3 separate regions of the Sus scrofa genome follow, and all the other regions are linked to region 1. The links are chromatin contacts, called in public HiChIP or PLAC-seq maps. All regions are on one chromosome and are shown on one strand. The core of a region is the stretch at or near the end of the contact, and the rest is flanking DNA. Distances in the headings are between cores, read along the strand shown. Region 1 has its middle 1.3 Mb from the start of ZEB2. Region 2 overlaps LOC106506174 (a long non-coding RNA gene). Region 3 has its middle 530 kb from the start of ZEB2.

Region 1 (4,019 bases), core at 894-3,393:
TAAGAACTGGAAATTATAAAGGCTTGCTTGGCAGCCTCTTCGTATTGTGAGTGATAAATCAAACTCAGGGTGCTTGCCAGCAAAAAGTTCTTTCTTATCTGAGTAAATATATGAGGGTGGATCTGATACAGGCAAGGCAATTTGGGTAGAATATCATGATAGGTGCAATGGGTGGGCTTTTGAATTGTTTTATTGCCTTCCTCATTTGGGGTTTTTGGCTCACACTCATTTGTCCACAAGCAGTGTCAGAGGCTTTTCCCTTGTGTAGCAGATTTTCTTACCTTTTTTCTTTCTTCTTCACTTCTAACCAATAAAAATTAGAGAAGTATCTCTCTAGTCTCCAATCTCTCCATCTCCAATCAGCCATGCCTCTGCATACGTGCATCTGTAGAAGACTGCAAACATGAAGCAATGTTTTTCAGTCGCCCTGATTTCACAAGTGTGTAAATCCCCGAAATTCTTCCCTTTTACTCTGAGCTCTCATTTGGGTGTTTGTATAGTTTGCATTCTCAAATGCCACCTGTTGAAAATAAAAGTCTCATGACATTTGCAAATTCTGGTTCATCCTAGTTTAGCTTTACACAGCAGTCTAATTTCACAGTGCTTAGCAATTACTTTTATTAGTTACTCCACCCAACAACCCTATGATGTCAGGAATTTCATCTCTTCCTCTCATTCTTTTCCTCTCTCCTGTTCCTTTTTTACACATATAAACACACAAACATCCACTTATTATCCCTTGAATTATTTTAGTGAATCTCTGTCTGCATCCCCAAATATTCCATATGACTGAAAGTAGCAAATGTCTGAAAAGATCATTTCTGTGTGGATACAAGCAGCTGAAGCACAGGGAAATAGAGATTTTTTTCTCTAATTATATATTTCTTATTTTAGAAACAATTTTCACCAGAAGTCAGAAGACTTAACAGTCTTAGCTATGTGACTTTAAACAAATCATGTTTTCTCAGCCCGCCTCAGTTTCCTTCTTGGTTAAAAGAAGGCAAGTACATGGGGGTCCATGGAGTGTCTGAGACATGTGGCTGTGCATTAAGGTTTTCAAGGGGCATCTGTGAGGTCAGGAAAGGATTTTTCTGGGGAATCAGAGCCAGACACAGTGTTCTTCCTGTTGATCACACACCCTCTGATAATGAACTCGGGGGGAGAGAGGTAAGGCTGCATGTTTCCCCAAAACCTGCTGTGCATACTTGAGATGCACACTTTCTAAAAAGTTAACTTTGTCAAAAAAAAAATTCTTTTAAGCTCTTCAAAATTGATTTATTCCTGTTATTGTCAAAGATTGGCTTTCTATGGTCATTTGGTAAATAAATAGCTTCAAGGGGGAAACAAACAGCGATGTTTTGCTTTTCTACTGCCAAGTTTACAAGTTAAATTTCAGCCACGACGTGTACTAAGAGCTTAGTGCTTCAAATGGCTAGAGGGAACCTGGGACTCTTGAAAGGGGCAGGGCAGTATGTTTTCTGCCATCACTCACTGAGTCACAGAAGCAGAAGATGAATGCCTTTTCAGGAGTTCTGTAGTTGTGATTTCACTCAAGTTCCAGTGGTTCTCAACCACTTCTCTAAATCTGAATGAAGAAGCAGCCACAGGGGCTGTGTGAATTAGGATAAAATGCATTCTGATTAAGGGCCGAAAGTGGCACTGGCTGTGGATTCATAAACTTTACAGTATGCTCAACATGTTCAGTACATGGAGAGCAGCATATCCTAAGAGACAGGACAGAACCCCCAAAACACACACCCTCTCCCATGCCCCGGTAGCAGCCTAACATATTTGTGTTTAATTACAGCCTATTTCTTTTAGCATCTCTGCCTCCCGTCAGCCACCTCTGTGCCTTTGGAAAGGCAGGCCTTCCACAGAGCATGTTCTTTTTACAAGTGTTGTGACAAGATTGTGTTTTGGTTCCAAAGGGTTAATCCCAATGTGAATTCTTTGCATGTGTAATTTAATACTTCATAACTGCTGAAAATTGGAGTCCACATAATTTATTTTCTTTGGTCGGGCACATTTGCCTCATGCTTGGCCGGGGCTGACTTCAGAAAGACACACCTAAAGCTCTCAAGTGTCCCAAGTGGCCCATGTCAGTTGTACAGAGGGATTGTGGTACTTGGCCAGAGCCCAAGGATTAGGTGTTCCTGAGAAGGTTTTTTTGGCTCTACAAAGCCCAAGGATGTCATGGGAATAGGCTGCACTCCCTTTTCCCCCTTGAAGGCCACATATCAACGGGGTATCTAACCACTCAGAGACAGGCTTTACACAAAGGTATACATTAAAACAAATAGAACATGCAACCAGAAAGAACCAAAAGAGAGGGAGGAATTGCTAAGTGGAGACAGGAAACAATTGCTTCATTGTTGGGGCCGTGATCTTAGAATTGCAGAGTGCAGCTCCATCTACAGGACTATTTGCAAAGCTGGAGCTTTTTGCTTAAAAAGCAAGGCAGAACTTTACATGCCAGCTTGCCCTGCACAGGCTTCACCTAATTCAAAAAAACCTACTTTTTACTGAAAAATAATTGTCCCTCTTTGATTAGAGGGATTGAAGAGCGACACAGAGATAATAAGTGAGAGGGGAAAGCTGTTCAAGGGGGCTTTCATTTAGCTCTTTTTCTTACATTGGCAGTAAATATTCTTCTCCTCCTTGCAATACTCATTTAATCTCTTTCTTTCCTTTTCAACAACTTCCTCTCATTTGGTTTCCTCTCATTATTCTTCGGTTTGGGAGGGGGCATGTGTATTTTCCCATTCAAGCAAAATAGAAGGCTGTGTTTGTTTGAACACCGTTCTTGTACTTCCTGGCAAGCTTTTGACTTTCAAGAAGGTTCAGGTTTTTAGGTTTAAAGGAGCTGAAAAACTTTAAAGTAATAATTAAAGCCAACTCTGTAAGTGCACATTTTCCTCTTTCTTCCCCCCTTTTATTTTAAAACCCTTGCCTGCCAATGCAGTGGCTGCTGTCTAATGCTATTTCAACAGGAGACCTGGGTTTCAGGACAAGATCCAGGCCATAGGGGAGACTTGATGGCTCGGGGAATTAGTAATGGGATTTGGAGCCCTTCATTTCTAGGTCACTGGTTTGAATAGAGCCCAGGTCAGTAATGACTGAAAGTTGTTACCACCCGATGTCTGCTCTTCCCACACTGATCTGAGGTTGCCCCGCCACCCAGTCCCCGAGTGCCTGTGGCACATCTGCGCTAATGGCCTTCATTGACAAGTTGGCTGTTACAACTTTAGGCCTAAATGTGATGCAGACCACCTCTGCCATGTGCAGAAAGAGTGTCCACGCTCTGCCCAAACTGCTTCTTCAGAGGATAATGGAGAGAGAGAGACAGAGACAGAGACAGAGACGTAGACAGAGAGAAAGAGAGAGAGAGAGAGAGGAGCACTTTAAAGCTCACTTGTCTTCCTGATGATTCTGGGACCTGGTTCATCTATCCTCACACACCCAAGTCTTTTCGGCATTAGATCCTCAGCCCCTCACAGGTTAAATGCACAGGGAAGGAATACCAGGCTACAGAGTGCTAAGTTTGCAAGTACTCCAAATATGAATGTTTGGAGAAAATGGATTGAAAAGATCTGAATTGGGATTTTTTTTTTTTTTTTATTTCTAGAACCCAAAAAGATGACCATTTGAAAATAATGCTTGCTGGATCCCAAATCTAGGGGGAAGCAGGGTATTTCCTGGGCTTACATTAATAGAGGGTATGAAAAAAGTAATTACTGCTTTGTGCCTTTTCTTTGTTTTATAAGAGGAGAAATGCTTTCTGCAAGAGAATGGAGAGAGGAGTGGAAACTATAGAAATTCAAGGACAATACAATATGTTGGCATTCTCAGTGGCCCCTTTCTGCCAGAGTCCCCCTCTATCCTTTCTGTGAGTCAACTCAATGTGGAGCTCACTGAGGTTAAAGAGAGGGGAGGAGCCGGCCTGCCTCCTGGTGGGGACCAGGCTTCAGCAGAGAAGGGCTAAAGCTGCTTACAGATGCACATTGGTCCCTGGTCCCCAG
Region 2 (4,019 bases), core at 874-3,373, 790 kb before region 1:
TCTTTATATTCTGGAGTTCCCGTCATGGCTTAGTGGTTAACGAATCCAACTAGGAACCATGAGGTTGCAGGTTCGGTCCCTGGCCTGGCTCAGTGGGTTAAGGATCTGGTGTAGTCATGAGCTGTGGTGTAGGTTGTAGACACGGCTCGGATCCCACATTGCTGTGGCTCTGGTGTAGGCCAAGAGCTAGAGCTCTGATTTGACGCCTAGCCTGGGAACCTCCATATGCCGCGGGAGCGGCCCAAGAAATGGTAAAAAGACAAAAAAAAAAAAAAAAAAACAGTTTATATTACAAAGGTAGCATGTAATATAAACTGACCCCTCAGCTGGAATTTGAACAGGTTAAAAAAAAAAAAAAGACTCTTTATAGTCTATATATTATAAAGATCCTTAAGATCCTACATTCAAAAATGTATCTGCAATCAAGAAGAGTATGGTTTAAGACAGAAAAGTCCTAGATGCCATAACAGCATGCAAGAAGGGCTGCTTCCTGGCTGCATATTGGATTCACTAAAAGACCTTATAAGAAAACGCTTCTGCCTTGATCTCATGCCCTTGGTCTGGTTTACTTGGTGTCGAGTAGACCTGAGGCATGAGTGGTTTGGAAGTTCCCCAGGTGATGCTAACGTATAGCCAGGTTAAGAACCATGGATCCCTACCTGATCCAGATGCTACTGCAAGCCTTAGTGTATAGGGTGGTGACACATGTCCCTCTTGTCAATCATCAGAACCTCACTGGACTCTTCAACTTTCCACAAAGCATAGTCATAGTGAGATAAATTTGAAAAAAGAATGGGTTCACTTTTAGCATCCATTTGCTTGTGGGATCTTTGATACCAGTAAGTGATAAACCTATGGATTCTCTGCCCCACAGCTGCCAGGAAGAGCAGCGTCTGGAATTCTTTCTTTTTTTTTTTTTTCTTTTTGGCTGCTCCACATATGGAGTTCCCCTGGCCAGGGATCATATCCAAGCTGTAGCTGAGACCTAAGCCCCAGCAACACTGGATACTTAATCCACTGTGCTGGGCCAGGGATCCAACCTGTGTTCCAGTGCTCCCAAGATGCTGCTGATCCCATTGCCCCAAAGTGGAAACTCCTGGAATTCTTTGTCTATAACTCATTTAATAAATTTAAGAGCATGCATCAGTGATCTTCATCCTCATAGAAAGTGAACAGCACCCATTTTATTTCCTTCACCCAGCCCCACACAGAAATAGGATGCCCTTTAAGATTTTATCTCCAGCTTTTCTTCAATTTTAAAGATATTTTCCTGGGCCTAGGCTTTTTAATTTTTCTGAAGCAAAAATGAATAAATACTGTGTCTATGGTGGATAAAAAAAGATAAGTAATCTTACTAGTTTGCCAAATATACACTTCCAAAAAAAAAAAAGGAGGCATTTACTGTCTTAAGTCAGGCTAAAAATAATATTATTTTAGGGTGTATAGGTAATTGAAGAAATCAAGTTTTCCCTTCACTTACTATCTGGATAATTGCCTAATTTTCCCACTGTCATCATCCTGTCCTGCTAGTGTTGCTTTATACACAACCTGGTCTTCCCTTTTGTTGTATTTATTTTTTCTTTAAGACACCCTTCAAATATTAAAGAAAAAGAGAGAGGCTATACAATTTGCATCATGACTTAAAACTATTAGAAGATAGGAATTCAGTAGTTGAGACAATGCGTTTCAAAACTCCAAAAGATAACAGGTTTAAAGAAATTGGCATATGTTAGTGATTATGCAATCATTCATTTCCCACAGATTTCTTTTTATAGGAAACTTTGGAAAATCCCAGAAGAACTGACCGAGTCATTTCAACCACAACAGGTTTCTTTCAACATCAAAATCATGGGTAGGAGTGGGCGAGGAATAATTTTCTTTCTTTTTTTTTTAAAGGCATGGACAGCCTGGTTCTGAGTGTGCAAAGCTGTGGCTTCCCCTCCTATAGACGCCTTCTGAACAGCAAATCTGACTTCCTCCTCAGACCAAGGCATCCTGAAAACATCCAAGCAGAGGAAGCATTTTTTCACCATGACATGGGAAAGGGCCACAGAGATCCAAATGGAAACGGACATTTCATGTGAGTGACTGTTTCTATTCCCGCTTGGCTTCTGGCCTAATTCAACAGACACTTAGGTGGCTGAAGAGGGAAATTTTTGTTAAAGTGAATCCAGCTCTGAGTTGGACACAGAGCCGTTTGACTGGCGGCCGAGTTCCTTGTGCTAGCTGGCAAAATGAGCAAATTTTTCTTTTAGTTGTTGTTGTTGGGTTTTGAAAATACTTCATTTCCTGGCAACGGTTTTCTTTCTCTGATAGATAAAGGGAAAGATCTCTTCCATTACACTTCTATCATCTTAAAAACTATATTCTTAAGCAGGCAGGATCCCCTGAAGATTTGCTCTCCTTCTCCATGGCCTTTTGACAGCTGGCTCATAACCAAGTGGTCTCAGAGAAGTCCTCCCTTCCCTGATTGTGGATGTCAGTGGGAGTCTGTTTGCTGTCATCAGAAGGTTCATTTTACCATGGTGGCCGTGTGTGTGTGTGTGTGTGTGTGTGTTTGTGTGCATCTAAAAGGTGGGCACAGTGCCTAGATTTAAGCTTTTAAGAATATTCAAAGACTATGGTTAAGAAAATTAGAGATTGAGGTGGCCCTCCTTCCCCTTTGCTCTCTAGGAAGCCACACAAAAACTCGTGTTATGAGACCCCATCCTATGGATGTAACACACACAACTGTGTTAATCAAAAATAGACAATCTTCTACGTCCACGGTAGAGTGAATTGACACAGTCATCCTGTATGGCACTGTAGCACAAATCAAAAGCTTTAAAAATTGCACCTCTAGGAGTTCCCATTGTGGTTCAGTGGGTTAGGAACATGACATAGTGTCCACGAGGATGAGGGTTTGGTCCTTGGCTTCAATTACTAGGTTAGGGATCCAGCGTCACAGCAAGCTGCAGTGTAGGTCACAGATGCAGCTCAGATCCAGTGTTTCTGTGGCTGTGGTATGGGCCAGCAGCTGCAGCTCTGATTCAACCCCTAGCCCAGAAACTTCCATAAGATGCAGGTGTGGCCATTAAAAAAAAAAAAAAAGAATTGGACATCCATACTCAGGAATTGATCTCAAGGAAATATTCCTAAGTGTACAATTACATTTTTAGCAATGATTTTCATTGTAAGATAAAAAGTGAAAACAACTTAAATGCCTAACATTTGGGGAAGGTTAATCAACTATGATATGCCCATCTAATGGAAGATTTTGTAGTTATGTTTTTAAAGAATATCCAACAATGTAGAGTAAGATTTTTAACATAAGTGTAGTAAAAAAGATTGTAGTAAAAAAGAATAAGAAATTAATACAGTACAATGACAGCTATATATAAATATGTATGTAAAAAAGAATAGGTTGTAGTAAAAAAGATTGTAGTAAAAAAGAATAAGAACTTAACACAGTTCAATGGCAACTTTATATAAATATGTAGGTATACTTGCATAAACAACTAACAGGAAATGCAACAAATTATAACAGTGGTTTTCTTTTTTTTTTTTTTTTTTTTTTTTGTCTTTTTGCTATTTCTTGGGCCACTCCCTCAGCATATGGAGGTTCCCAGGCTAGGGGTCCAATCGGAGCTACAGCCACTGGCCTACGCCAGAGCCACAGCAACGCGGGATCCGAACCGCGTTTCCAACCTACACCACAGCTCAGGGCAACGCCGGATTGTTAACCCACTGAGCAAGGGCAGGGACCGAAGATTCGTTAACCACTGTGCCACGACGGGAACTCCACAGTGGTTTTCTTTATAGCTTGCATTTAAGTAGAATGATTGGATAGATAGATGATGGATGGGTGGATGGATAGATTAATAATTAGGTAGCTATATACAAAATTTTTTGTAAGAAAGAAAAAAGCATTTTATGAGATATACAAGTGTTTATCCAATCTTTGCATATTATAAATGATTAACATATCCATATCAAACTACATTTAGGAAAACATCATCTTTGTTTTGTAAGTCTAATCA
Region 3 (4,019 bases), core at 610-3,109, 730 kb before region 1:
TAGATTAAATCACCATCGTCTTTCACCTGAATTACTGAAATAGCTTCATGATCCAGGTCAGGTGAGGAAAACAGAGTTAATGCTTAGTGGCTGAACTTTAAGAGCATAAAATGTATGAAAGAGTTATTAGAAAAGCCGAAAAGCCAAATAAGGATGATGCCCCACTCCCATCATTGGCTATATCAGCAAAGCACATCCACTCCTTGGTGTGGAGGGCAAATGGAGAAGGTGATATTAGAAGAGCCAAATAAACTGGGCCACTCTATGGGAGAGGAAATCATGGTGGAGGAGGACTGTTTATAATCCTGATTAGAATGGGAACCATGGCGAGATGAGGCTGCTAACAGGCATTCTCCCTGAAGCAGTGAGAAGGGTGGAGTGGTGGCCTTGATTTCTCCCTTCTTTAGCCCCAAACTCATTTTACAACTTCCCATTTACCCTACCTGGCTAGAGGGCAGTTGACAAAAGTAGTCTTGGAAATGCTTGCAGAAATCCAATTCCTGGAGAGCAGAGTAAGGGTGAGAAAAAAAAATCTGTGAGCAATAGTTCAAAGAAGTATTACAGCCCGCCCTTTTTGCTATGTAGCATGCATTCTCCTCAACCATATATAATTTATTCCCACATAACAGCAACTTCATGCTTCCACTTAAGAAAATACAAACCGAATACAAATGAAGACACTCTCATACATGCCCACAAAAGGGGAACATAGTTCTCATCATTTACTCTTCACTCTCAAAGTTGAATGCCTGAAGGTGATATAAAGTTATATAATGCCTTCTTTATCAGATCTAAGTGTGGTGCCTCAAAGTATGGCAACTTATGCATGAAAATGCAAACTTAAGCATCGCCAGGAGTTGAAGAGTTTCATACATATAGCGGAGAAAGAGGAAATAGTAAAATATGAATATTTTGTTAATATATAAATGACAAAAATATGCAGAGCTGGTATAGCTCTCATTTTTGTATCTGATCATGGGGGTACTTCCTCTACCCACCCTTTTATGTTCCTCTTGCCCTCAACCAGAACCTTAGTTGATCAGGATACTATATCTGGTTGGTGACCCAAGACTTCTTTCCCAAAGGGTCTGAACACTTACTGATTCTGGCTCTTTTGGTTAATTGTGGATTTTACTACTGAGCTTGGAATTATTAAGGGAGGGAGGTCCCCAGTGAATTCCATCATGTTGGTAAACAGAATCAATACTCACATCCTTTTCTTTGCCTCATGGATCAATGACAGGAGAAACCCAAACTATCCAAGTGGTGGTTTCAACTTATAATTCAATGGAACAATTGTATCATTAGTGAAAGTATTTCTCTTTGGGGAACTAAGACTTCTAGACCCGCAGAGAATGAAATTATAAGAACAGGAAGCAAAAATGATGCAAGCATAGATATTTGCTGCAATAATGAAAATAGTAAGTACTATTTCTATTTCTTTATTTCCAAATCCTTATATATTCTCCTTGGGAGAGATAAATCTTATACTGGTCCATTTTTTCAAAGCACCCAACAGTATCAGGATGTGGTCTCTTAGTTGACTTCATAAGTGAATCATTAGTAACCCACTCACTAGTCTATTAGGTCAGTTTCCTTTGGGCAGTGGGGTACCTTGCAACACAAGTGAATCTCATATATAAAGCCATTGCTGCACTTTTTGCTGTGAAATGAGCTCCAGTGTGTTGTGGGATTCTATGATGATTAACAAGATATTTTCATAAATTTATGGATGATAGTGCTGCCAATCATCATAGCAAATCTATTTATGGAATAGATATCTATTCTAGTCAAAGTAGATTGATGCCCCTTCAAATTTATAGAGGTTCCCTGTCTTCAATCTGCATATCAGGAAGCCATGGTTCTGTTTGGAAGTGATGCAATGTCAGATGTAAAACATCAGCCACTGAGGTTGTACACTGGACACTATACTGTGGGGATAAAGCTGAATCCTTGCAAACCTCCGTTTCTGGCATAATGGTACATGGACCCACTGAATAAGCACTGAAGTATCTGGGGAAGGATGCTGTCTGATATCCATTATATACGTTATTTGACTATCTGACTTGAGAGCTTCCTCAGCTGTGGATGTCTTTCATTGAACATGTCACTTGGGATTCAAACACCTTCATAATTTGTGCCTATTCTTGCCACATTCACCTAACATTTTCCCAGACCATGTTCACCGGCCTTCCAATGCTCTTCTTCCAATTTCTGGCCAACCAGCCAAATAACCAATGATAGCCTATAAGTAAATTTTTCCTCAGGTAATTTCTTTTTCCAGGTAAAATAGATAACCAGATTTATTGCCCTCAATGTTTTTCATAAGAAAGGATATTCCTTTAGCATAGTTTTGAATTACCTTTTTGAGTAGCGCTATAAATAAGTTTGTCCCTCAGGTAATTTCTTTTTCCAGGTAAAGTAGATAACCAGATTTATTGCCCTAAATGTTGTCTGTAAGAGAGAATATTCCTTTAGCATAGTCTTTGAGTTACCTTTTTGAGTGGTGCTATAGCAGAATAGCAGTACATGGCTAGCTGGTACTACCATATCATATGACCTGTCATTTACCAGGTCTGAGCTTTTCTTTCTCAGTCCACTGATCATAGGAACTCCCTAAAAACTCTGTGTGGGTTGAGAGATGCAAGGGTAATATAGATTAGATGCCTAATCTAAAAATACATTTTTTTTTTTGACTCTTTAAAATGGATGCCTCACTGTTCTGTTCTCTGGGATTATCTACTTACCTACTCTTTTCACTTTTCACATCTTTGGAAGGTTAGGACAGTTTGGGGTAGAAATAGCTTTAGCACTTCACACTGATACTGGTTTCAGAGCCTGGCAATTGTCAGAATCAAGTATCCCCTCTGAAACTTTCAGTGGCCCTGTGTTCTGTTGTCTGCATTGATTTGTGTCTTGTGAAGCCCTAATTCTTGAATCTGGACCCTGGCCTTGAAATTGAGTTGTGCCAAGGAAGGAACTCTTTCAGTAGGAATAATTGTTACATTTCTTAGTCAAGGTGTACATGGTCAAGTGCACAAATTTGACACAACTTTGTCAAAGTGTGCATTGAGTGGGATCTGGGAAATCAAGGTTTTAGCAGTTCCCTTAGTTTTTTCCTTAGTTTCAGTTTATCTCAGTAATTTTCCAGGGTCTCTGCCATTGCTCAAAATTTTATCTCAGGACAGAGAATTTGTATTTTGTAATTCCATAAATCATGGGACTAACTTATTTTGATCATTTTTAACTGATGACCTTAACCTCTTCCCTGTATGCTCCCAGAAGTCCGGCTTGGAAAAAAGCTTTGTGTTTCACACAGGCCTTTACCAAAGGCTCTAAAGAAGGACCTGTTTCAGAGTTCCTATGGTTGATCAACAGTTAATGAACCCAACTAGTACCCACGAGGATGCAGGTACATTCATTCCCTGGCCTTGTCCAGTGGATTAAGGGTCCAGCATTGATGTGAACTGTGGTATAGTTTACAGATATGGCTTGGATCCTGTGTTGCTGTGGCTGTGGTATAGGCCGGCAGTTGTAGCTCCAATTCGACCCCTAGCCTGGAAACCTCCATATGTCATCGGTGTGGCCCTAAAAAGACAAAAAAAATTAAAAATAAAGAAGAACTTATATCTGTCAGGATCCTTGATGCAAGCCACAGAAAGGAAATCTGTACATGTCAAGCAGAAAATGGAGTTTTTAAAGAATATTTTGCAGTTTAATGATGGCCAGGGAGCAGCCCACACACACCTAGAACATCCACAATCACACAGAGTTCTGTCCATGAGGACACTGAATTTCTGCCATTCCCCCTGCACCACTGATGTTTTTGGTGCTGGATGCTGAATGCAGCTGGACACATTACCATTTTGATGTGTTTTTTGTAGGACCTTTTCCAAATATACATATATATTTCTGACTCTATTCAAACTGGGATGTAATTTTTAATGTTAACAATATGGTATAAACATAGCCTTCCCAAACTCAAAAGCTTTTTTCTAGAATAAAATTTAAGTGGTACA

The links. HiChIP or PLAC-seq counts read pairs in DNA pulled down with a chosen protein or histone mark.
Region 2: a contact with region 1 is called in an H3K27ac HiChIP or PLAC-seq map of alveolar macrophages. The contact joins two enhancer-like sites. A contact is called at or near these places in 2 of 47 Hi-C or Micro-C datasets (embryonic fibroblasts and skeletal muscle) and 1 of 2 datasets of contacts at active chromatin or transcription factors (alveolar macrophages).
Region 3: a contact with region 1 is called in an H3K27ac HiChIP or PLAC-seq map of alveolar macrophages. The contact joins two enhancer-like sites. A contact is called at or near these places in 1 of 47 Hi-C or Micro-C datasets (embryonic fibroblasts) and 1 of 2 datasets of contacts at active chromatin or transcription factors (alveolar macrophages).

Annotation. Positions count from the first base shown.
Region 1 is chr15:6,239,490-6,243,508 of Sscrofa11.1, reverse strand. No RefSeq gene overlaps it. Among named protein-coding and RNA genes, the nearest start is that of ZEB2, 1.3 Mb to the left of the region's middle. Within about 2 kb of position 2,143, at least 22 of the 83 cell types and tissues checked have an H3K27ac peak or open chromatin away from gene starts, as enhancers often do. A contact at or near this core is called in alveolar macrophages and skeletal muscle, where this site is marked.
Region 2 is chr15:7,025,610-7,029,628 of Sscrofa11.1, reverse strand. All of the region lies in intron 2 of LOC106506174 (a long non-coding RNA gene), which reads right to left. Among named protein-coding and RNA genes, the nearest start is that of ZEB2, 470 kb to the left of the region's middle. Within about 2 kb of position 2,123, at least 19 of the 83 cell types and tissues checked have an H3K27ac peak or open chromatin away from gene starts, as enhancers often do. A contact at or near this core is called in alveolar macrophages and skeletal muscle, where this site is marked.
Region 3 is chr15:6,964,336-6,968,354 of Sscrofa11.1, reverse strand. No RefSeq gene overlaps it. Among named protein-coding and RNA genes, the nearest start is that of ZEB2, 530 kb to the left of the region's middle. Within about 2 kb of position 1,859, at least 1 of the 83 cell types and tissues checked has an H3K27ac peak or open chromatin away from gene starts, as enhancers often do. A contact at or near this core is called in alveolar macrophages, where this site is marked.